Regions from separate parts of the Mus musculus genome. Here all the other regions are linked to region 2. A link is a contact called in public Hi-C, capture Hi-C and promoter capture Hi-C data. All regions are on one chromosome and are shown on one strand. Each heading gives the region's core, a stretch centred on a gene start, on an enhancer-like site or on the middle of the called end of the contact. The rest is flanking DNA. Distances are from core to core; before and after follow the strand shown. Region 1 holds the start of Plekhg1 (pleckstrin homology domain containing, family G (with RhoGef domain) member 1). Region 2 holds the start of Rmnd1 (required for meiotic nuclear division 1 homolog). Region 3 overlaps Syne1 (spectrin repeat containing, nuclear envelope 1). Region 4 overlaps Syne1 (spectrin repeat containing, nuclear envelope 1). Region 5 overlaps Syne1 (spectrin repeat containing, nuclear envelope 1).

Region 1 (4,326 bases), core at 1,508-4,007, 690 kb before region 2:
TAGGGAGCATGCACATGTGTGTGTGTTTGTGTGCAAGTTTTCCTGTAGGTGTGTGCATGTGTATACCTGCATATGGAAGAAGGAGGTCAATGATGGGTGATTTCCTCAATCACTCTCCACCGTATTTTGGAAGCATAGTTATTGAACTCGTAACTCACAAATTCAGCTAAACTGGCTGTCCAGTGAGCTCTAGGAATCCTCCTGTCTCCACCTCCCTAACACCAGGTTTACAGATACATGTCGCCATGCCCAACCCTTTTGGGGGTTCTGGGGATCAGAACTCAGGTCTACATGCTTGCACAGCGAGTACTTTCCCTACTGAACCATTTCGCCAGACCTCCTTCCTTCTTTTCTCTTACTCAGTTTCCTCTGATGTGGGGCAATGGACTGCAGACTGTACCCCAAGTTCTCTTGTCGGTAGGGATCAGTCAAGGAGGACATTGGCTTAGAGAAAGCCAGTAAATGTCTCCTTTCTGCCAGGTTCTGTGGCTCAGACCTACAAGGGCCTGAGAGGAAAGAACCAGAGAGAGTGGGGAACCCCAGCTTTGCTCACTTCTTCTCCAAGTACCCCCAATACTCACCAAATGGCTTCTCTGAGTCCTGGGTCTTTATAGAATGATCAGTGACAACTCGCAGGCTTGATGTGGAATAGTCTTCATGAATCCTAGACAGGTATACTCTAAAACTCCAAGTCAGTACCTGAAGTCAACCATACACAATATAACATTTGCCATTCATACTTACCTACCGATGAGAGAGGATGATTTATAAAGTAAGTATATTAAGAAAATAGTGAGGGCCATTAATAAGATTAATTGTTATATATATATATATATATATATATATATATATATATATATATATTAGCTGGGCAGTGGTGGCGCATGCCTTTAATCCCAGCACTTGGGAGGCAGAGGCAGGAGGATTTCTGAGTTCAAGTTCAGCCTGTTCTACAGAGTGAGCTCCAGGATAGCCAGGGATACACAGAGAAACCCTGTTTCGAAAAACAATATATATATATATATATATATATTCAATTAACTGTTCTAACAATACAGTGAAATAAAAGGCCTATGTATCCTTACTCTTGGACACTTGGACATCAGGACCATCAATAAGTAAAGTAGGGATCACTGAAACACAAGCACTGTGATACCACGGCAATTGATCTGAAGAGTGAGACAGCTACTAGTGAGTTGTAGTGTATACAGTATATTTGTGCTGGCTTGTTTTATATCAATTTAACATAAGCTAGAGTCATAGGAGAGGAGGGAGTCTCAACTGAGAAAATGCCTCCACAGGATACAGCTTTAGGCAAGCCTGTAGGGCATTTTCTTCATTAGTGATCCATGCAGGAGGGCCTAGCCCATCATGGGAGGGTCACTCCTGGCCTGGTGGTCCTGGGTGCTGTAAGAAAGCAGATTGAGCAAGCTAGTAAGCAGTCCTCCATGGCCTCTGCATTAGCAGGTGACTCCAGGTTTCTGCCCCGCTTGAGTTCCTGCCTTGACTTCCTCCAATGTTGAATAGTGATGTGGACGTGAAAGCCAAGGGTTTCCCTGCCCTCTTGGCTTTTAGTTATGGTGTTTCATCACAGCAGTAGTAACTATATGTTGGACAAAAGAATGACTTGCATACCAGGGGGAAGCAGGCAGGACGGCCAGAGTTCATTATGCTACTCAGAATGTGGACACATTGAAAGGTGAATTGTTTGTTTATTAAAAAAGCAAAACAAGCAAAAAACAAAAAACCCTCTCACCCAGTACCATAAAACTTTATAATATGTGGTGTACTACAGGGAGATGAAGTTCTTAGAATCAAGCAGAGTGCGTGGCTGTGTCTTACTACGCCTGGTGAAACACAGGCATATCTGACACACCTGTTTGAAAGGTGCCAAGTGCTACCAAGAATGTCACCAAAAAGGCACCTGTGATAGAGGTCCTATTTTTTATTGTCCTACCTTATGGGTGCCTTTAAACATCTGGCTGTCGCAAAGGTCTCTGCCTCCTTTTCCACTTTTGCTTTCTCTAATCAAAGGTCATCCAGTATGTTCACTGGGGTGGTGGGGGTGCTGATGCCTGAACCCAGTAAGCACCCTTCTCCCATTTCCTAGTGTTGTGACATCATAAGCTACAGTGTGAAATTCGAGTTTGGATGCAAAGAAACGGTGTTGGATCCGATTTCAGAACACTCTGGGAAGTGGCCATGTCCAAGGCTTAGCTGTACCCCAACAGCCCAGAGAAGAGAAGAAAAAAGAAAGCGATGTGGCTGTTAACACAGTAGCAGGGAGTTTTTTTTTTTTTTTAAAGAAGAGAGAAGAGAGAAAAGAAAAACAAAAAGAAAAAGAGGGAAAGGAAAACGGAAAGAGAAGAAAAGGAGAAAAGAGAAGAAAAGGAAAGAGAAGAGAAGAGAAGAGAAGAGAAGAGAAGAGAAGAGAAAAAAGAAGAGAAGAGAAGAGAAGAGAAGAGAAGAGAAGAGAAGAGAAAAGAAAAGAAAAGAAAAGAAAAGAAAAGAAAAGAAAAGAAAAGAAAAAAGAAAAGAGACAAAAACTTTCCCCCCAGAGGCTGTAATTTGACTGCTGTCTTTGGCAAAGCTCCAGAGAGCAAGCTTAATCTCTTTCTGAGCTGCCTCCTCCTCTCTGCCTCTTTCCTCCCGCAGGGCCCCGTGGAGGCGGGCGGGGACCGCAACCCGCTGCAGCGGACCGAGGAGCGGGGCGGGGCGGGACACGCCGGGAGCAGAGTGGGAAAGAGGAAGTGGAGCCAGGCGAGCTGCAGGGCTCGGGGCCGCCGGAGCCGGCGCTGGAGCGCAGCGCACCGCGGAGCCAGCGCTCGGGAGCCGCCCCTCTCCCGTAAGCTCCGCCGAGACTATTCCAGGGACCAGACAAGGGAAGCCGGGGACCTCGGCCACGCGCCCCGAATCTGCAGGTGGGAAGAGCGGGATCGCAGTGCCTGGCCCTGGGCGGGGGGGGGGGGGGGGGGGGGGGGGGGGGGCGGGGCGGGGGGTGTCTCTGAGCGCTGCTCCTGGGAGGGGACTGATGGGGTCGTTGGCAGTCGACTGATGGGGTCGACTCAGGCAGGACCTGCTAGCCCGGCGCTCCCGCCCCTTGCTGCAGCCACCCGGGTTGCAGTTTGCAGCTCCGCGAAGTTTGCTCAAGCGCGCCGTGTGCCACCCGCGCCCCCAAGTCAAGCGGAACTATCCCCAAATAGGACAGTCTGGACAACACCCCAACAGCGGTGCGGGCGCGATGGCGGGGAGTGCTGTGTGCTCCAGCTAGGAGCAGTCCTGCGTGGGGCAGAAACTCGCGTGGGCGCCCCCAAATCAGCAAGTCAGCGCTTTATAGGAGTGACCCGGGAGTCTAGAAGCTGTGCCCCATCCGTCACCCGGACACACGGTAATACCTAGCTGGCTACGACTGTGTGGACTGTTGGCCAGAGGAAAAGGTTGTTGGGGGGCGGGCAGCAGGCCCCGGGGTGACTGCTAGAGCAGACCCCCTCTTTGTGTCCCCCATGGAGTCTCAGAGCTCTACAGTCCAGGACGCCCAGTGAGGAGAGGGTGGTTGGCTTCCTCAGTTTCACAATGTTCCTGAGAAACAATGATGTAGCTGATTGCTTGGATGTGTTGTATGAAGTTGGTATGTGTAAAGCTGACTGTGTGTGCAACCCTGGAATTTCATTAAGCTCTGGCGGCTCTTGGCGCTCTCTTTGTACCACCTTCAGGTGGCCAGAGCTTACTGCACCTATTTTGACAGCGATTTTATCTTCTCAGGAAACCCAGTCACCTCGGGAGGGTTGTTTTGGGGATTAGGGGCACTCTGGATACAAACTGAATACACATTGGATACAAAACCAGTAGGATGCCTTAAGTCTGGGTCAGATTTAACGTTTAATTGAATTCCAGGCTTAGATTGCGTTAAAACCTGTGGTCAGCCTGTTTGAATTCTCAGTTTCTGGAGTTCGCATACTTTCAAAGAATAGATGAGTTTTGGTTTTTGTTGTTGTTGTTAAACTGATGTTTTTTTTGTTTTTTTTTTTTGTTTTGTTTTGTTTTTAAAGTGTATCCAAGTCTATCGTGTCAGAGATCTAAAACCTCTCAACTTTAGCCTTACACTGTGTGGGACGTGAGGAAAAGCAATCCTGGTAGCTTGTACTTCCTCACTGTTAAAGCAGTGTATATGAACCACATAGTTTTAATTGGTTTTACCCCTTTCAGTCCAGGGTATTTATTTATTCTACAGTAGTTAACACTTCTATACAAAAGTGATGGGCTAGTGTTTGACCCTTTAACATCTTTGAGTCTGGCTTCCTGATTCCTGACTTAGCTTTTTGTCTC
Region 2 (4,423 bases), core at 92-2,591:
CAGGCAGCTTGTCACATGAAAGGCAACTGGCACACTGGCTCCCTGCCACTGTTTACAGCCTCCTACAGGTCATTCACAATGGACTACAGCAAAAATTCTGAGACCTTAACTAGAATCCTATCCTTTCCCAGAGTCAAATTTGATGATGGCTTTACATTTACAATAAAAGCCAATGCCCCTAAAACGCCCTTCTGAGCCTTCTGCAACACTGCAGCATTCCCTATAGAATGCCTTTGTTCCAGGCCCTCTGGGCCTTTCCACTCACCTGTCCACAAGCTCTCCTCCTAAGGACTTGACTCCCTCAGTGACTTGGTATAATACATATAACCAACACACATCCATCACATCCACTTTGGATTTTCAAGACTGGATTTCTCTGGATAACCTATAATTTCTCTCTTTGACTGGCCTGGAACTTGCTTTGTACACCAGGCTGGCCTCTGCCTCTGGAGTGACAGGATTAATACTTATAACCAACACTCATCCATTCTCTTGCTATTTTTTACTTTGTCCTCATATTTAGCACCACTTACATACCTTGTATTTTTAGCTTTTTAATTCATGCAATGACTACTCCTTACCGTGTGCAGTATGCTAGCTCTGGAAATGAGCAAATAAGGGATAATATATATTAGTTAGCGACAGTGATATCAGAAAGCAATAAAGGAGATTTTTGCCTCTCTTCAAAAGCAGGTTTCTGTGTTTGTCCCCCTATGCTCAGTGACAGTAGTGTCCTTGGGCACAGAGGCGTCAAGTAAATTTTTAAAATGAAACACAAGGGAGCTGCAGTTTTTGAGCATTATCCTTAAGCATAATATGTCCATGTGCCTAAGGATAGCACTAATTGCACTTAGTGTTTTAAGTTGGGAGTGGGACATGGGTAGGCCTAGGCGTTTGACGGCAGGGCTGGGGGTGGTGGTGGACATAACCAAAATATATTGTACATGAGATGCAGAATACCATCAATGAAAAAAGCGGCTGCATCCAGGTTAGATTCAGCGGGTAAGTGGGGCTGACCTTTGGGAGCACTTCTTCCAGTTCCTAAGTTCAAGGTGATTTCATGCACCTTGGCAGCTACTACTATGCCCTGCTTCCAACTCGGCGGGGTCGGGAGTGTTTGGCTTGAGGTGCTTCGGATTCCCGGCTAAATTCCCAGGCCCTGGCCGAAGCCCACACCTCCTCACCAGCTTCTCCGGCTGGGGAAGCGCGAAGCACTGACCTGTGCGCGGAGAGGACGACCGCGACGCCCACGCGCACGCTCCCGCCGCAGGAACCTCTGCGGAAACACACCCCGCCCCGCCCCGCTGCGGCGCAGGCGCACTGCAAGCCCCAGGCCGGCAAGCTGGGACACGTGACCGTCCGAACACGTGACCGCTCCGCGCCCCCCCCCCCCCCTTCCGCTCGGCGGGCTACCGCCTCCGGTCCTCCAGGGCTTCCGCTCGCGTAGCCGGAAGGCCCTTGCGCCCCATGTTCTGACCCTGGCCAGACCACCAAATAAAGTTTCTGAGTTCAAAAGCGCTTAAAAAAAAAAAAAAAAAAAAAAAAAGCTCCAACGCTTCCTTTCTGGAACCGCGGCCGTTGAACCCCGGGCGACGCCAGTTGAGTGGCTTGTGGTGCCGGTGTGATGGCCGAGTCCCCGGCGTTTCTTTCCGCTAAGGACGAGGGGTGCGTCTCGCTTTTTTTTTCTTGCGCTCTTGGGAGAAAAAACCCATGTTGGGTGAGGAAGCTGTGGGCGGTCGGGAGCGCCGGATCCTCAAGCTGAGAGTTCGAGTCCCACCTCGGTGGGAGAGAGCCGGCTCGCTGTGCTGGCCGGCGTCAGGACCTAGCTAGTTCCGCTGTGTACCTTCTTCCTTTCTGTCCCGAATTGAGACGCTGGGGCAGGAGTATTGCTGCGAGTTAAAGCCAGCTTGAGCTCGTAGTGAGTTCGAGCTCACTGTGGGATACATTAGGAAAAAGCTTGTCTCTAACAAGTGAGAAGGAAAGGCGCTGCGGGGGCCAACAATTAGGACTCATACCTACTGCGGTGTGTATTAATGGTATGGGTCAAACTAATAACTCTATATTTAAAAACGTCCTAATTTTGCGTGTGCGCGCACATGCCATTATTCGCGTTAGAGGTCAGAGGACAGCTCTGGAGCCGATTTTGTTCCTTCACCTCTCAGGAGTTCAACGAGAACTCGGTCGCGGGCAGCAGATTTATCATGTGCCTTTACCCACTGAGCCATCTCACTGGCCCCCAAAATAAACATCATTAGAAGTAGTTCTTGCAATTTTCATCTTTAGAGTTTTCCCCCCTATACACACTTCTCATGAAATTTGTTAGGCACAATCGATTCACCAAAACAGCTAATAGCAAAATGGAACAATTAGTGGGACGTTAGTTTACTTTAAATTTAATTAAAATTATTTAAAACTTACAGATCGTTGACTGCTGGAATTTTCCACTTGCAATGTTTTTAAACTGGTTGAGTGCCCCTGGGAAGGCAAACCTGTGGACAAAGGGGGAATTACAATATGCTACAACGCTGAGAGCAAAGTTATAAGTAAGAGCAGAAATAAGCATTGGCTAAGTAGCCAATCTTCTTGTCTGGCTGGATGGTTGGTTTTCTTTTGACACGGAGCTATTGAATTATGTAGTGAAGGATGACCTGGGACTCCCAATACTCCTGCCATTATACTCTGTGTCATTATAGAGGGAGACACCACTAGGCTCCAAATTCATATTTCAAATACTTTATTTTCAAATGATTTAATTAGTTTTTATGTGTTGGGGGAGTGTGGCACTCACCTGTGACATTACCCAGGAATGGACGTCAGAGGACGACTTGTGTAGGGAGTCCCCTTTGTCCTTCTACCATGTGGGTTCCAGGGATCGAACTCAGGAGGTTGTACTTGGTAGCAGGTGCCCTTCCCTGCTGAGGCCTGTCTCCAGCCCCTGGAATAGTTCCTAGGTGCTTAGGTGTGGCCTACCCTGCCCTGTAACTCTAGCTCTAGGGGATCCAGAGCCTCTGGCCCCAGCAGTCACCTGCACATACCCTACCCAGGGAAATGCAAATCAAAACCACTTTGAGATTTTCATTTCATCTTTCTAAGCCAGTGACCTAGGACCAGAGCCTGTTGAATTGCAAGACCTGTCCTTTTTTGAACTTAACCACATTGCTGAAGTCGTTTCTGATTTAGAAAAAGAAATTGAGTAGATGGAAAAGAAAATGATTCAGTCAAGTTCTGGGGCAGAACCCAGTACTACAGTTTGTGCAGTGGTCATGACAGTAGAGTTCCACATTGTCTCGGGTCTTCTGCCTTCTTCCCTCCCATCCTTCATCCAGCCCTCCCTCCCTCCCTCCCTCCCTCCCTCCCTCTCTTCCTCCCTCCCTCTCTCCTCCCTTCCCCCTTCCTCCCTTCCTCCCTTCCTCCCTTCCTCCCTTCCTCCCTTCCTCCCTTCCTCCCTTCCTCCCTTCCTCCCTTCCTCCCTTCCTTCCAGATGAATCTTATCTATCCCAGGATGGCCTTAAACTCCTGCTCCTCTTCCTGCTGTCCTCCTGAGCAGGGGTTCCAGCTGTGTGCCGCTGTGTTTTCTCCTCTTCTGGAGCTTCATTCGTACAAGACAAGTGAGCAGTTTAGGAGTTCAGTCTCATATCTATAAAGCAAATAAAACTGGTGTATTAAAATAGTCATATGAAAAGGAATTTGGACCCAAATGAGGTGTTCCAGAAACTAAAATTGGGCATGCCTTCTAGTGTCAAAGCTACTGAGTAATGCATGATATTGGACTCTCTCCTAGGTCCTTTGCATATCTTACGATTAAGGACAGAACACCGCAGATCTTAACCAAGGTTATTGATACATTGCATCGACATAAAAGTGAATTTTTTGAAAAACATGGAGAGGTAAGAACTATATTTCAGCTTTAATTTTGTGCTAGTTCTTCACAAGAATAACAGTATTTATAGAAGGTTTCCGCTCTCATGTAAAGACTGTTTCTGGCATAAATACTTACCTGCTTTTCTGTGTGTTGAGGTAGCCTCTGGTTGACCTGTGCACTAATAGCTTAGTCTCCCTAGACCTTAGTGGTCATAAATGATGGCCTTGACTTCTCTGAAGAGCTTTTGAGGTGTCACAGCGACCTGTCTGTCTTACAGCATCTGTGTTACTAATTGGAGCCCTTGAGTCCCCTAAGTGCAAACCTCGGGGTGAAGGGCAGTGGGGATTACAGTTGCTTGACAACACAATGTGATTAAACACAGGAAAGACTTTCTGGTTGGGGTAGAGGACGACTTTAAAATTCACCGTGCCTGTTTAATCAACAGGTGAGAAAACAACAACAAGTAAGTAATTACGTTAATGTGGATAAAGCCTTTAAAGCTATGGGACCAGTTATCTCTGGATTGTGCGGCATGCAGTTGTACCTTCTTCCCTTCCTTCT
Region 3 (4,012 bases), core at 1,496-3,995, 670 kb after region 2:
GCAATTGTGATAAAAACTGCATGGTACTGGTATAGAGACAGACAAGTGGACCAATGGAATAGAATTGAAGACCCAGAAATGAACCCACACACCTATGGTCACTTGATCTTCGACAAGGGAGCCAAAACCATCCAGTGGAAGAAAGACAGCATTTTCAACAATTGGTGCTGGCACAACTGGTTGTTATCATGTAGAAGAATGCGAATCGATCCATACTTATCTCCTTGTACTAAGGTCAAATCTAAGTGGATCAAGGAACTTCACATAAAACCAGAGACACTGAAACTTATAGAGGAGAAAGTGGGGAAAAGCCTTGAAGATATGGGCACAGGGGAAAAATTCCTGAACAGAACAGCAATGGCTTGTGCTGTAAGATCGAGAATTGACAAATGGGACCTAATGAAACTCCAAAGTTTCTGCAAGGCAAAAGACACTGTCTATAAGACAAAAAGACCACCAACAGACTGGGAAAGGATCTTTACCTATCCTAAATCAGATAGGGGACTAATATCCAACATATATAAAGAACTCAAGAAGGTGGACCTCAGAAAATCAAATAACCCCCTTAAAAAATGGGGCTCAGAACTGAACAAAGAATTCTCACCTGAGGAATACCGAATGGCAGAGAAGCACCTGAAAAAATGTTCAACATCCTTAATCATCAGGGAAATGCAAATCAAAACAACCCTGAGATTCCACCTCACACCAGTGAGAATGGCTAAGATCAAAAATTCAGGTGACAGCAGATGCTGGCGAGGATGTGGAGAAAGAGGAACACTCCTCCATTGTTGGTGGGATTGCAGGCTTGTACAACCACTCTGGAAATCAGTCTGGCGGTTCCTCAGAAAATTGGACATAGTACTACCGGAGGATCCAGCAATACCCCTCCTGGGCATATATCCAGAAGAAGCCCCAACTGGTAAGAAGGACACATGCTCCACTATGTTCATAGCAGCCTTATTTATAATAGCCAGAAACTGGAAAGAACCCAGATGCCCCTCAACAGAGGAATGGATACAGAAAATGTGGTACATCTACACAATGGAGTACTACTCAGCTATTAAAAAGAATGAATTTATGAAATTCCTAGCCAAATGGATGGACCTGGAGAGCATCATCCTGAGTGAGGTAACACAATCACAAAGGAACTCACACAATATGTACTCACTGATAAGTGGATACTAGCCCAAAACCTAGGATACCCACGATATAAGATACAATTTCCTAAACACATGAAACTCAAGAAAAATGAAGACTGAAGTGTGGACACTAGGCCCCTCCTTAGAAGTGGGAACAAAACACCCATGGAAGGAGTTACAGAAACAAAGTATGGAGCTGAGATGAAAGGATGGACCAGGTAGAGACTGCCATATCCAGGGATCCACCCCATAATCAGCTTCCAAATGCTGACACCATTGCATACACTAGCAAGATTTTACTGAAAGGACCCAGACGTAGCTGTCTCTTGTGAGACTATGCCGGGGCCTAGCAAACACAGAAGTGGATGCTCACAGTCAGCTAATGGATGGATCACAGGGCTCCCAATGGAGGAGCTAGAGAAAGTACCCAAGGAGCTAAAGGGATCTTCAACCCTATAGGTGGAACAACATTATGAACTAACCAGTACCCCTGAGCTCTTGACTCTAGCTGCATATGTATCAAAAGATGGCCTAGTCGGCCATCACTGGAAAGAGAGGCCCATTGGACACGCAGACTTTGTGTGCCCCGGTACAGGGGAACGCCAGGGCCAAAGGGGGGGAGTGGGTGGGTAGGGGAGTGGGGGTGGGTGGGTAAGGGGGACTTTTGGTATAGCATTGGAAATGTAAATGAGCTAAATACCTAATAAAAAATGGAAAAAAAAAAAAAAAAGAATGGCAACTACTGCCGTTCAAGTGTCACTCATGATTTCCTGGCATCCTTTTGACAAATCTTCACAATAGTCATAGAGATGAGTTACAATCACACCCACTCTGAAGAAAAGGAAAACGCTATAGTGGTTTTCAACACAGCCTAATCTGAACTTAGGGCACTTGTTTATTTTGTTTTGTTTTGTTTTTCATTTTTTATGAGCACATATTAATTATATAAGGTCATGAGTTTCCTCATTGTTGATATATTTATAACTGGACTGAAGACAAATTATAGCTAGTGTGGACATGAGAGACAGGTGCTCATTATGGGCAATGTGGATAAATCTCAGTGCCTTCAGGTTCACTGTGCCTATGGTCAACAAAAAGGCCTAAGATGCCTCTTGGAGACTTTCGGCCAATGGCAGCCTGCTTAGATAAACCAAGGCAAATAAAGAGACTCATTCTGGGTTAGCCTTTTCCCCAGCTATAAAATATGAGATATTGATCTTTAAAACCGTCTAGCGTCTACAATTTAAGGAATGGGATCTGCTCTTTGAGTTTCTGGCCGGCTTTCTGTCACATGCTTCAAGGCACTGCATTGGCCATTAATCAGAATGAATCACCTAGACAGCCTTATTAGAGTTTAAATTACTCTGTTAGGGGGTTTTCCTGAAAGATGAAGAGGTGAAAATTGGGAAACTTTTCCAGTTCATGCAAGATAGGACAGAGTCTTAAATAAAACAGAGGAGAAGCACTGGAGGGGGCTGCTCAAGGATCTATAATGATGTGCATCGTGATGAAACAATAGGCAGAAACAGCACAGCTCCTAAGAGGGGATTCTACACTGCACTTACTTTCAACAGAAAAGCCAGCTTTTTCTTCTGCTCCTCCAGATGCATGCTGGCTGCCTTCCACTTCTCTTGGATGTCTGTGAGCTCAGCCTGCAGGGCGGCCTCGGCGCCACTGTCGGCAGAGAGCAGGAGCTGCTTGCCAGCCTCCACTGTCAGGATGTAGCTCCCTTGCTGGCGCAGGAACACCTTCTCTTTGAACTGAAAGGGAACAGATCCTTTTATTTTTTAGTCTTCTCTTTACTGGTTCACCCATTATAATCACATTTAGATAACCTTATGAATTGGCATACATACTTCACATGCTTGTGTCCAGAAAGGACATCTTAAATTAATCAAGTGGAAATGAATGGGAAGTAAAATTTCGACATAATATGAACTCTGCTTGTAAGACAAATGCTCAGAAATCACAGGGTGGCATGGGTGCACACAGTAGGTCTCTCAAAGTGGTCAAAGCTCAATGAGTCTTGAAAGGCATGTAACTGTAATCAGATTAAAATGAGATGAATGTGATCAGAAAAAGGATGTCCTCCTAACCAGGAGCAAGGAGGGATGTGCTGACCTTATAAGATAAAGAGGATTAATTCAGAAAACACAACGGACTTTTCCATGGCTGGAGTATGAAGTGCATGTGGCAGAATGGTGCTGACAGCTTGCAAGGGAGTTTTTGTACATTATTTTATTTTATGCATGTGAATACCTTGTTTTCATGCATCTCTGTACACTGTGTGCATGCAGTGCCTGAAGAGACTACAAAGAGGGTATCAGGTGCCCTGGAACCAATGTTATTGGTGATGGCAGCTGCTGTGTAGGTGCTGGGAATCAAGTGGAATCAAACTCGAGTCCTTCAAAAGAGTGGTCAGTGTTCCTAAGTGCTGACCCCTCTCACAATCACACTTTGTTTTTTCCTTTTCAGACAGTGCATTGGTATGTAACTCATTCTAGTCTTGGACTTGCGATCATCTTGTCTTAACATCCTAAGTACTGGAATTACAGAACTATGCTACCACACCTAGGGATCTGGCTTTCACACCATTAGAGCAGGGGAGTGATGTGTCTGATTATAGCAAAAATATTCACTGGATGGGTAAAAGGTACAATGAAGAAGGCATGCACCGTATATGATGAGACAGGTTAGACTACTGTTTACCAAGGCAGGGACTCCTGATATTCTGGTCGCAGGGATGGGCATTCAAGGTCGACTGAATACAAGAAGTGAGTGGCAATGAGAAAGATAATTGTGGGATAACTCCTGAGATTGTGGATCAATAGATCAGAAAGTGGTTAGAACATTTCTTCTGATTAGGGATCTAA
Region 4 (3,953 bases), core at 331-2,830, 800 kb after region 2:
GTGTGATTTTTAATCAGTGCTGCAAAGATCCAAGAAATTTTACCAATGTATGAGATCAAAGAGTTCCCCAAGAGCTTTTCCATTTAGGCCAAGCAGTAAATACATCTATTTGACTGGAAAATTGGGATTTGAGTAATTAAGAAAGGCTCACATCTCTTATATATTTGTTTCTTCATCTTTAAAAACATGGTTTAATGTTGTTATCTGCTTTTTTATTTATTTATTTTTTGGAAAGTGAATTATACAGGCCTAGAAATTCTGGCAATCCTCCTGTTTCAACCTCCTTTACCCGGACCCCAGGAGTGGGATTTCAGATTTACCACACTGCTGTACATAGCCCTATCAATGTTTTAGATTGTCTTTAGATCTGCCCTTCTGGTTTTTGGAAGTGTATAATTTGTCTTATTACAACTGTCACCCTTTGGAAGGATTTAAGCAGTAGCCCGTTGGTGGGCCTTATATAAAAAAGCTAGGGCAGTGGACTCTTCAGCGTATTCCTTAAAGAACAGGATGGGAAAGGAGAAAAGAACAACAGAAAGAGGCGCGAGGGACTAGGAAAACCACGAGAGACTGGTAATTAAGGTGGAGGAAGGTGCCAGCGGTGGTGGTTGTACAGACTAAACAATTCAGTGGTGACTCCACTGACTTAGTATCTACCTTCCTTTCTGGGATGGCAAAAATAAAATAAAATAAAATAAATCACATATTGACTTGTTACTGTGGCTTGAAGAGGGTTATAGCAAGAATATCTCCAGAAATATTTTCTTTAAATCTCACAGCTTTGAAGATGGAGAGAAGATAACAAGGCAGACAAAGCAGACAATTAGTTGCAATCATGAACATATATATATATATATTTACCAGCTGCTCTGTTTGCTGAATATCTTTTGCTGTGTTTTTCACTGAGGAGTTTGACAAGTCACACATGGAGCAAAGGAGATCCAAGTAGGTCCTGGCCTGCTCTTGCAAAGCTCTGAAGTGTTTGACCTGAAAAAGAAAAAGAAAAAAAAAAAAGGATTGTCAGGTTGAACAAGAGGGGTGCACTGTTTTGGTGGCGAACTGTGCAGTTGGTAGCCTTTTATTGATATATCAAAAATCATCTTGTTATGTCAGTGTTTTCCACACTGTCCTGAAATATATTTGTGACTCATGGGAGAGAATTCCAAACACACTGTAGGATCTGTTTGTCCGCCATCTGCTTCCCATTATAATTAAAGCTGTCTGCGTGGTCTGGGAAGGGGGCAACGTAAGGCTTGTCTCCAGACTCTCTGGATTTTTCTACCAGCATTCTCATTTAGGAGAAGAAATCGCAGCGCACTTGTCTCTGCTTAGTTATGCTTGTGTATAGCCTGAGACAAGATCACTGTCAGGGTCAGCTGGGGAGCTTCTTCAGAGTGATATGACCAGGGTTCCTTTTGATGCAAAAAGTTCATCACCTGCTCTTCCCTTTTTCAGAGTCCACCAAGAAGGGCTTATGTGAAATTTTTTTTCATTTCTCCATGGAAACACAGACACACAGCTGCTTAGCATTGAGGAAACATATGTTTTAGATACAGTGTATAAAGCACTCCAAATAACACAATCTTGGCTCTCATGGACTGGCACTCTTCTGAGGAAAAACAAGGTAATAGATCAGCAGATGCATGCCTGGCACAAGAAGTAGGAAAGAAAGGTGCTGAGAGTCTAGACGGTGTGGAGAAAGCATTGCTACTGCACAAGCAGCATATCTCCAAGACTGCTCAGAGTGTTAGATCGGAACATATTCAGGAAGTGAGCCATCAAACACGACAAAGGATGGACAGTGGGTGCAAAAGCCAAAGCAGAGGGAACCCTGAGTCGACAGAGACCAAGTCCTGGAGGCTGTCAATCAGTGGTCAAAAGGGTGAACAGAGACCAAGTCATGGAAGCTATCAAAGCTATTAATTGCATCTGTAATAAAAGGCTGGAAGGCAAGGAATGGCTCAGGAAAGCTTACAGTGTAAAGAAAATCCATCATGTGTCCACAGTGTAGTTTTATTCTGCTCTAAGGAGAGATAGAATCGTGTACTGTGATGGGACATAAGTAGAACTGGAAGCAACTATGTTAAATGAAATAAGACAAGCATCCTGGTGTTCTGCTTTCTGCCTCTAGTTAGCATGTCCAGTCTCAGAACCACTGAGATCTGAGGTAAATAGCTCTGTGAGGATAGGTCTGTCTGAAACATTATGGAATGTCCAGTAGTATCCCTGGACTTCAGCATCCCAATGACTGTTAATTGTGGCAACTTACAATGCGTTTAATCACCACTAAATGACCCTGGTGGGGGCAGGGGACTTAAGAAGATGTCCCCCAAGTCCACACCTCAACTTTTCCTTTGTTAGACAAATTATGAAAACAGTCTATTCATGGGCTGTGGCATAAATTTTGGAATTTATTCTAAAAGATGATGGATGGCATTGGATGCCTTGACCAGGCCTTGGCCTGAATGCTATTCTTGAAGGCACATGGAGTAATAGGGAACACAGAGAACTTGCCAGCTTCTCCGGTGGCTATAAGAAGTACAGATCTATTTCCAACCATACAGTGTCTTTGGTATTCATTCAATGTGCAAAGTGTTTCCCATCCAGTGAGTCTTACTAACCATTAACCAGAGTGAAAAGAACCATCTAGTGCCTCATGACCCACAGTAGCCAGTGTGAAACGGATCATTTCACATCCCATGACCCAGGGGAGGGCAGCTGGCCCAGACAGCTCAATTTCTCAAAATGACAAGAAAATAAGCTGTCAAGAATTGAATTATAATCTCAGCACCCAAGAGACAGAGGCAGGTAAGTATCTGTGAGTTTGAGGCCAGCCTGGTCTACAGACTGAATTCCCGGACAGCCAGGGCTACATGGAGTAACCTGGTCTTAAAAAAAAATTAAACTAAATTTAAAAAATAAAAATAAGATTAAAAGTACATGTAATTTAAAGGATAATTATTCATTTTGTGACTAATAGAGTTACCTTAATCCTAACCAATAGAAAAACTTTCAAATGATTATTGCTAGAATTAACTTCAAAGGTAAATCTGCCATACTTTTTCTCAGCTCAATTCCTAATTCCATGCCTCATAAAAATGTGATTCTGATTGGAATACAGCTTGGAGCCACAGTGTAGATGCTGGTCAAAGCTTAGCACTGAGTCTTCCCGTGAGAACTCCTCAGTAACAACAGGGAGCTTTAGCCATATGTCAGTACTAGTCAACTGTGGGGGCCTGTACACTCTGGCAGGAAGACAGTGTCTAACAAGGAGAACATTAACTAGTTGGGACAAAACAAAGAATAAAGAACAGAAAAAGAAAATTTGACCAAACAAAATTTGTTTGCCTCCAGTGTCTCAGATCCAGATGGACTATAGTCTCTAGATCCCTTCTGTGGCTTCTTTCAAGTGGGAGGCAGGCATACAGTGCGGCTGTGGGAGGGTAGTGGTGCTGTGGATGGCCCTGGTACTGTTGTACTTTGATGTTAATCCTGCTTTCCCAGGAGGGTTTTTCTGGACCGAGGAATAAGTCACTTACTCAGGCGACTCCTTGTGAACCATCCCCTAATGAATAAAGGCATCAATCACTGGGAGAGTAGGCGGGACTTTTGGAGGAAGAGAGGAAGCAGGAGAGAGGGGCTTTTTGATGGGGATAGCGAGAGGGCAAGATGTAGCTACTAGCGTCTCCTGGCTTATATGGTGAATCCACCAGGATGAGTACCACTGGAGGATTTAGAATTAATGTGTCTTACAAAATTAGGATTCTAGTCGTGGCAACCAGAGTTTGAGTTACCATTGTTTCTGAACTAAGTTTGTGTGGTGTTTTCCTTCACGCAGCAGATTGACTGGATTCAAGAGAGAAAGGTACAGCAGCAAGGGGTGGGTTTGCCAGATGTGCACCACAAAGGCCATGGGGCTTTGAAACATGGGGCTGGTATGGTAGTGACCCTCC
Region 5 (4,463 bases), core at 1,868-4,367, 780 kb after region 2:
TTTCGCCAGATTCTTCTAACAGTGTCTAGAGTAAAGTGTTTGTATTTGTGAAACGGATATGCAGGCAGGGACGGGGGTAGGGGGAATACAGATATGTATAGAGGAGTAGAAAGACCCAATAGACTAGGAAAAGATCAAAAAGAACTATGAACATGGTACAATGTTTGGCCATCTCACCCCTATGAGTCCACTCACAGGCTACATATACATTGTCATCCTCATTACATAGACAACAAGGTCAAGTCCAGGAATCTTTATAACTTGCTAAGGCCACTTGTTCATGAGTATGGGACTTAAGGATTCCTGCTCTCTCACACCCAGGCTGCCTCGCCTTGTGGCAGGACACGGAGCTATCAGCCAGCGGTGGTGATGCTTCGGCACATTGTGTCTTGATCACATCTCTGCTTGGATCCTGCCTTTTCCCACGTTTGCACTAAAGAAGGCCTATTCAGCTCTTAGGTTATACAACTAAGATCTGAATGCTGGAAGATGCAAAGAAAAGCACAAGTTTTGCAAACAAAAACCTTTGCTTACTTATTCAAAGTAAGACAGGGAGGAAAAGGCTACTTGCAATGTTGAGGGGAGTGTAGTCCCCCCCTCATCACTCAGCCCAGTGCCTGCTGGGACTTACAGCAGTAGAACAATACAAACAGACAACAAACATATACAGACACGTGCATTGGAATATGGAGAAGAAAATGAAAGGGTAGCCACGTATTAAAGGGTAACTCAACCCAAATGTGGGACAACTTGCTGGTAGGTTGAGATAAGGGTCCTACTGGGTTCAAGAAAGATATCAGCACATTAACAGATGAGGAGGAAGGGAAAGACACTTTGTACTGAGGAGATGGTGTATGCAGGGCACAGAAGTTGGGGAGCACGGAATGTGCAGTTGGGGAGATATATGAGGAATATAAAAAACAGGGGTATGTTACTCTGTTAGATTATTTTTAGATATGAAAAGCAATTTTCTTTTCACAGTGAATGTAATATATATAAATATAAGAAAAATATCCATTTGCCTGGGTTTGCAGCCCCATGGAGGGAGCAACATTATCAACAGGCCAGACCCTCCTGAGCTCCTGGGGACTGCACCACCAACCTAAGAATACACATGGAGGGACCCATGGCTCCGGCCACATATGTGGCAGAGGATGGCCTTGTTGGACATCAGTGAGAGGAGTAGCCCTTGGGCCTGAGGAGGTTTGATGCCCCAGCATAGCAAAATGCCAGGGCAGGAAGACAGGAGTGGGTGGGTAGGGGGCACCCTCATAGAGGCAGAGGGAGGAGGGATGGAATGGGGGTTTTTGAAGGGGAGACCTGGAAAGGGGAAACGTTTGAAATGTAAATAAAGAAAAATGTCCAATTTAAAAAAAAAGAAAAAGAAAAATACTCTATTATATCACGTCCAAGGCAGGGTTGTCCAAACTCGTGACACCGTGACACAACTCTCACTGACAAATATGTTCATAGCTACCCTGGGATGTGTGTAGACTGTGGGCTACAGATTGTATATGCCTGAAAGGAAAACTGTAAGATGTCATTGCTAGTACATATGGGCATTTTTAGGAGTTAAGAGCATAATGTGTCTCCTGATTTCCCTCTTTCATTGGACATTTGAACACACGGGTTTTCTTATACTGCATTTGTCGAAGGGTAAACCCAGGCATCTGTGCTTCCTGGTGGAAACACAAGGGCGGGGACCCTCTGGGATGAGTTCCCTCCTGGACTTTGCAGCAGACAAGCAGAGCAGTCTAAGGTTGCTTGCTTGCTTTGGTTAAGGATTCAGTCAAGCCACCCAGCAGTTTGTGTCATGAACACTAATGTCAACCACACATAGAACTGTCTGATCTGGGCTGTGCTATCTCTCTCTAGTACATCCTTTGTCCCTCTTCAATGAGAGAGAGGCCTGTCCTTGTCTGCTGCAGGGTAGAAGCATCCCCCTTCTACTCCAGCAACCTGCTTTCCACTGCTGGGTCTGCTTTCTGAAACTACAATGAAAATCTTCATGACTTTTTTTTTTTTTTCTAAAGCTTACATTATGCTCCACAATGTGCAAAAATATCTTAGAAAAGCATGATCTAACATTGAAATTTTCTTTACAGTTCCATCACACTGCCATCAGTTAGCAGGTCATCGGGCTTGCTGGGTGAGCTTGATGACCCACGTCTGATCCCAGAATCCTACAGTGGGACAGAATGGACTCTCTTCCTGAAGGTTTACTCTGACTGTTACATGCATGTGTGCCTGAACTCTCATCCTCCCTCCCCCTCCCTCCCCCATCTTCTTCCTTCCCTCCTTACTTCCTCTCTCACATACAAAACAAATACATATATACATACATAAGTACATAAATAATAAAATCCTCCTACAGTTATTAATATCATTTTAAATATTTCCTACATTTTGGATTACAGCCCCAGTTAAGGAATCCAGGAAGCAAAATGAACAGGAAATAAAATGCCAGCTTATATTACTGTAATTGCTTTTCAAATGATTTTACTGAATTATCAGCAGGGTTTTTTTTTTTTTTAAGTGGTATTATCTTGACAGTTAAAATTCCCTTTATCTTTTCTGTTCTTACAACTGCATCTTCAGAGTCCTAGAAGTTAGTTGTATTGCCATTGATTACCAGCTGGTTTGTAAAGGAAGTCTGGTCTGTTGGCGTCTAAGCACACACACAGAGCAAACGATCCAGGCGTCTGAGAGGTACAGATGTCTGTGTCTGGGAGGAGTGTGTGTGACTGGGAAGAGGACAGAGATCATAGGGGCTGGAATTCGAGCCATGGAAACATTCCAGGAGGAAACAATATCCAGAACCACCTCGGGGAAAAGGAAAAAGGGAAGTTTATTTAAAAGATAAGTCCTATGGGGAAATACACCCATACAACCTAAATAAAAGCCAGCCTGTATTTTGTGGCAAGATCTGTTAGAAATGTGCATTTAAGTCAACTGTAACTTACTAGAAGGGTGAGATAATTTCCGGAGAGGATGGCCAAAATAAAAAGGAATATTTTTGTCTCCTAAGTTCAGAGGAAATGAAGTAATGTGTCCCTCTGGGGTGTGGATATAGGATCTGCTCTCAGCGCTCTGACCTTCTGAGTAAGCCACATGACTCAGCCCTGGCTGTGGCCTAGAGGAAGCAGGGCCTGCCTGGAGCATCAGCATGTACCTGGAAGTGCTGGATGTTTGCTCCCAGGCAACTGACACAGGAACACTACTGGGCATTCCCATATTACGGGTGAGAAGGCAGAACCCAGAGACAAAGTATTTTGTTCCAAGTCACAGGGTACCAGTTGGTAGAGCTTGTCTTAACCCTCCTCCTTCCAGGGTGTGATGCTTCTAATCTCTCTACGCTCCCCTGTGTCTTTTCCTATGAAAGAATTCCCTGCATCTCCCAAAGAAGGGTCTACAACAAAAGCGGCAACAATAACACACAAATCACAAGTGCCACAGGGGTAGGGAGGAATGCTTTCAGGCTCAGAGAAACACGTTTATAAGGAAAACAGAGTATATGTATGTATATATATATATATATATATATATATATATATATATATATATATATGTTTGTATACAGTCTCATGAACTGTCATCCTTAGCTACTTTTGATCAATCCAGAACAGCAAGTCAGCCTCTCTCTCTTTCTCCCTCTCTCTCTCATATATATGCATATATATATATATGTGTGTGTGTATATATATACACATATATATACATGTATGTATATATATACATATATATGTATACATGTATGTATATGTATGTATGTATGTGTGTATGTAAATATATATATGCACATACATGCCACAGTGCCTAGGGACGGATGAGAGGACAACTTGCAGGAGTCAGTTCTCTCCTTCCGCCATGTAGGACCCGGGAATCAAACTGCAGTCACCACCAGACTTGGCGGTGATTACCTACTGAGTCACCCGGATGGGGCCCGAGCATTCTTCCTATCTGGTATTTTACAAAATTGTCTGTTGGTCTAACCCAGTCAGACTGACTGTTTTTACTCTTAACTTTGTTTTTTTCCCTGAAATTTACCTGGTGCAAGATGTACTGTTCCTGGAGCTGGCTTGCTGAATTCCAGGCGATGTTTCCATGAACCAAGACTTTAGCTTTCTCGATCCATTTCCGAACAGTCTCGAGCATTTCATTGTACTCTTCCATGTGGGATAACGCCTGTAAAAGCCATTCACACTCAGATGGATGTAAATCCTGTCTTGTCAGCGGGATTGAACCCTATTCAGGTCTTTGGATCCAACCATCCCAGAGGCTGGTACTTACAACTGTGATATCAAAAGGGACCCTGGGAAGTCACTTGCCTATAGGGAATCTGTTAAGGATTTCCCAGTGACTTCAGGGTACAAATCCAAGTCCTCCGTGATATGCTTGAGTTATTTCTCTTTTCCTGGCTGTTCATTCTCATCTTACTCTTTTTATCCCTTCTATCCACGTCC

What was found. Promoter capture Hi-C pulls out the DNA fragments that hold promoters and counts their contacts. Hi-C and Micro-C count contacts between places; a contact is called where the count stands out from the background. Capture Hi-C pulls out chosen DNA fragments and counts their contacts.
Region 1: a contact with region 2 is called in a capture Hi-C map of embryonic stem cells, with 3 times the contacts expected there. The contact joins the promoter of Plekhg1 here to the promoter of Rmnd1 in region 2. A contact is called at or near these places in 1 of 39 promoter capture datasets (cranial neural crest), 1 of 115 datasets of contacts at active chromatin or transcription factors (embryonic stem cells) and 1 of 9 other capture datasets (embryonic stem cells).
Region 3: a Hi-C map of uterus shows a contact between it and region 2, with 2.1 times the contacts expected there. The contact joins the enhancer-like site here to the promoter of Rmnd1 in region 2. A contact is called at or near these places in 10 of 39 promoter capture datasets (the 3T3-L1 cell line, 3T3-L1-derived adipocytes, HPC-7-derived erythroid cells and 5 more), 2 of 484 Hi-C or Micro-C datasets (bone marrow-derived macrophages and uterus), 3 of 115 datasets of contacts at active chromatin or transcription factors (acute myeloid leukemia, bone marrow-derived macrophages and fibro-adipogenic progenitors) and 1 of 9 other capture datasets (liver).
Region 4: a promoter capture Hi-C map of second pharyngeal arch cranial neural crest shows a contact between it and region 2. The contact joins the enhancer-like site here to the promoter of Rmnd1 in region 2. A contact is called at or near these places in 7 of 39 promoter capture datasets (the C10 cell line, cranial neural crest, embryonic stem cells and 3 more) and 2 of 115 datasets of contacts at active chromatin or transcription factors (astrocytes and large pre-B cells).
Region 5: a promoter capture Hi-C map of the HPC-7 cell line shows a contact between it and region 2. The contact joins the enhancer-like site here to the promoter of Rmnd1 in region 2. A contact is called at or near these places in 10 of 39 promoter capture datasets (the 3T3-L1 cell line, the C10 cell line, the HPC-7 cell line and 6 more), 7 of 115 datasets of contacts at active chromatin or transcription factors (the NIH/3T3 cell line, bone marrow-derived macrophages, embryonic fibroblasts and 3 more) and 3 of 9 other capture datasets (adipose tissue, liver and macrophages).

Annotation. Positions count from the first base shown.
Region 1 is chr10:3,737,620-3,741,945 of GRCm38.p6, forward strand. Plekhg1 (pleckstrin homology domain containing, family G (with RhoGef domain) member 1) reads left to right here and starts at 2,758. Exons shown (of 17, transcript NM_001159942.1): 1 at 2,758-2,921. Gm30164 (a long non-coding RNA gene) reads right to left here. Exons shown (of 3, transcript XR_003948984.1): 2 at 582-699.
Region 2 is chr10:4,431,047-4,435,469 of GRCm38.p6, forward strand. Rmnd1 (required for meiotic nuclear division 1 homolog) reads right to left here and starts at 1,342. Exons shown (of 13, transcript NM_025343.6): 1 at 1,220-1,342. Armt1 (acidic residue methyltransferase 1) reads left to right here and starts at 1,559. Exons shown (of 5, transcript NM_024261.2): 1 at 1,559-1,665; 2 at 3,782-3,887. The coding sequence starts at 1,625.
Region 3 is chr10:5,094,781-5,098,792 of GRCm38.p6, forward strand. Syne1 (spectrin repeat containing, nuclear envelope 1) reads right to left here. Exons shown (of 146, transcript NM_001347711.1): 125 at 2,705-2,899. Among named protein-coding and RNA genes, the nearest start is that of Gm51757, 230 kb to the right of the region's middle. Within about 2 kb of position 2,746, at least 17 of the 459 cell types and tissues checked have an H3K27ac peak or open chromatin away from gene starts, as enhancers often do. A contact at or near this core is called in uterus, where this site is marked.
Region 4 is chr10:5,233,706-5,237,658 of GRCm38.p6, forward strand. It overlaps Syne1 (spectrin repeat containing, nuclear envelope 1), which reads right to left. Exons shown (of 146, transcript NM_001347711.1): 74 at 862-987. Among named protein-coding and RNA genes, the nearest start is that of Gm51757, 91 kb to the right of the region's middle. Within about 2 kb of position 1,581, at least 31 of the 459 cell types and tissues checked have an H3K27ac peak or open chromatin away from gene starts, as enhancers often do. A contact at or near this core is called in second pharyngeal arch cranial neural crest, where this site is marked.
Region 5 is chr10:5,205,409-5,209,871 of GRCm38.p6, forward strand. It overlaps Syne1 (spectrin repeat containing, nuclear envelope 1), which reads right to left. Exons shown (of 146, transcript NM_001347711.1): 86 at 4,048-4,185; 87 at 1-25. Among named protein-coding and RNA genes, the nearest start is that of Gm51757, 120 kb to the right of the region's middle. Within about 2 kb of position 3,118, at least 134 of the 459 cell types and tissues checked have an H3K27ac peak or open chromatin away from gene starts, as enhancers often do. A contact at or near this core is called in the HPC-7 cell line, the NIH/3T3 cell line, adipose tissue and 3 more, where this site is marked.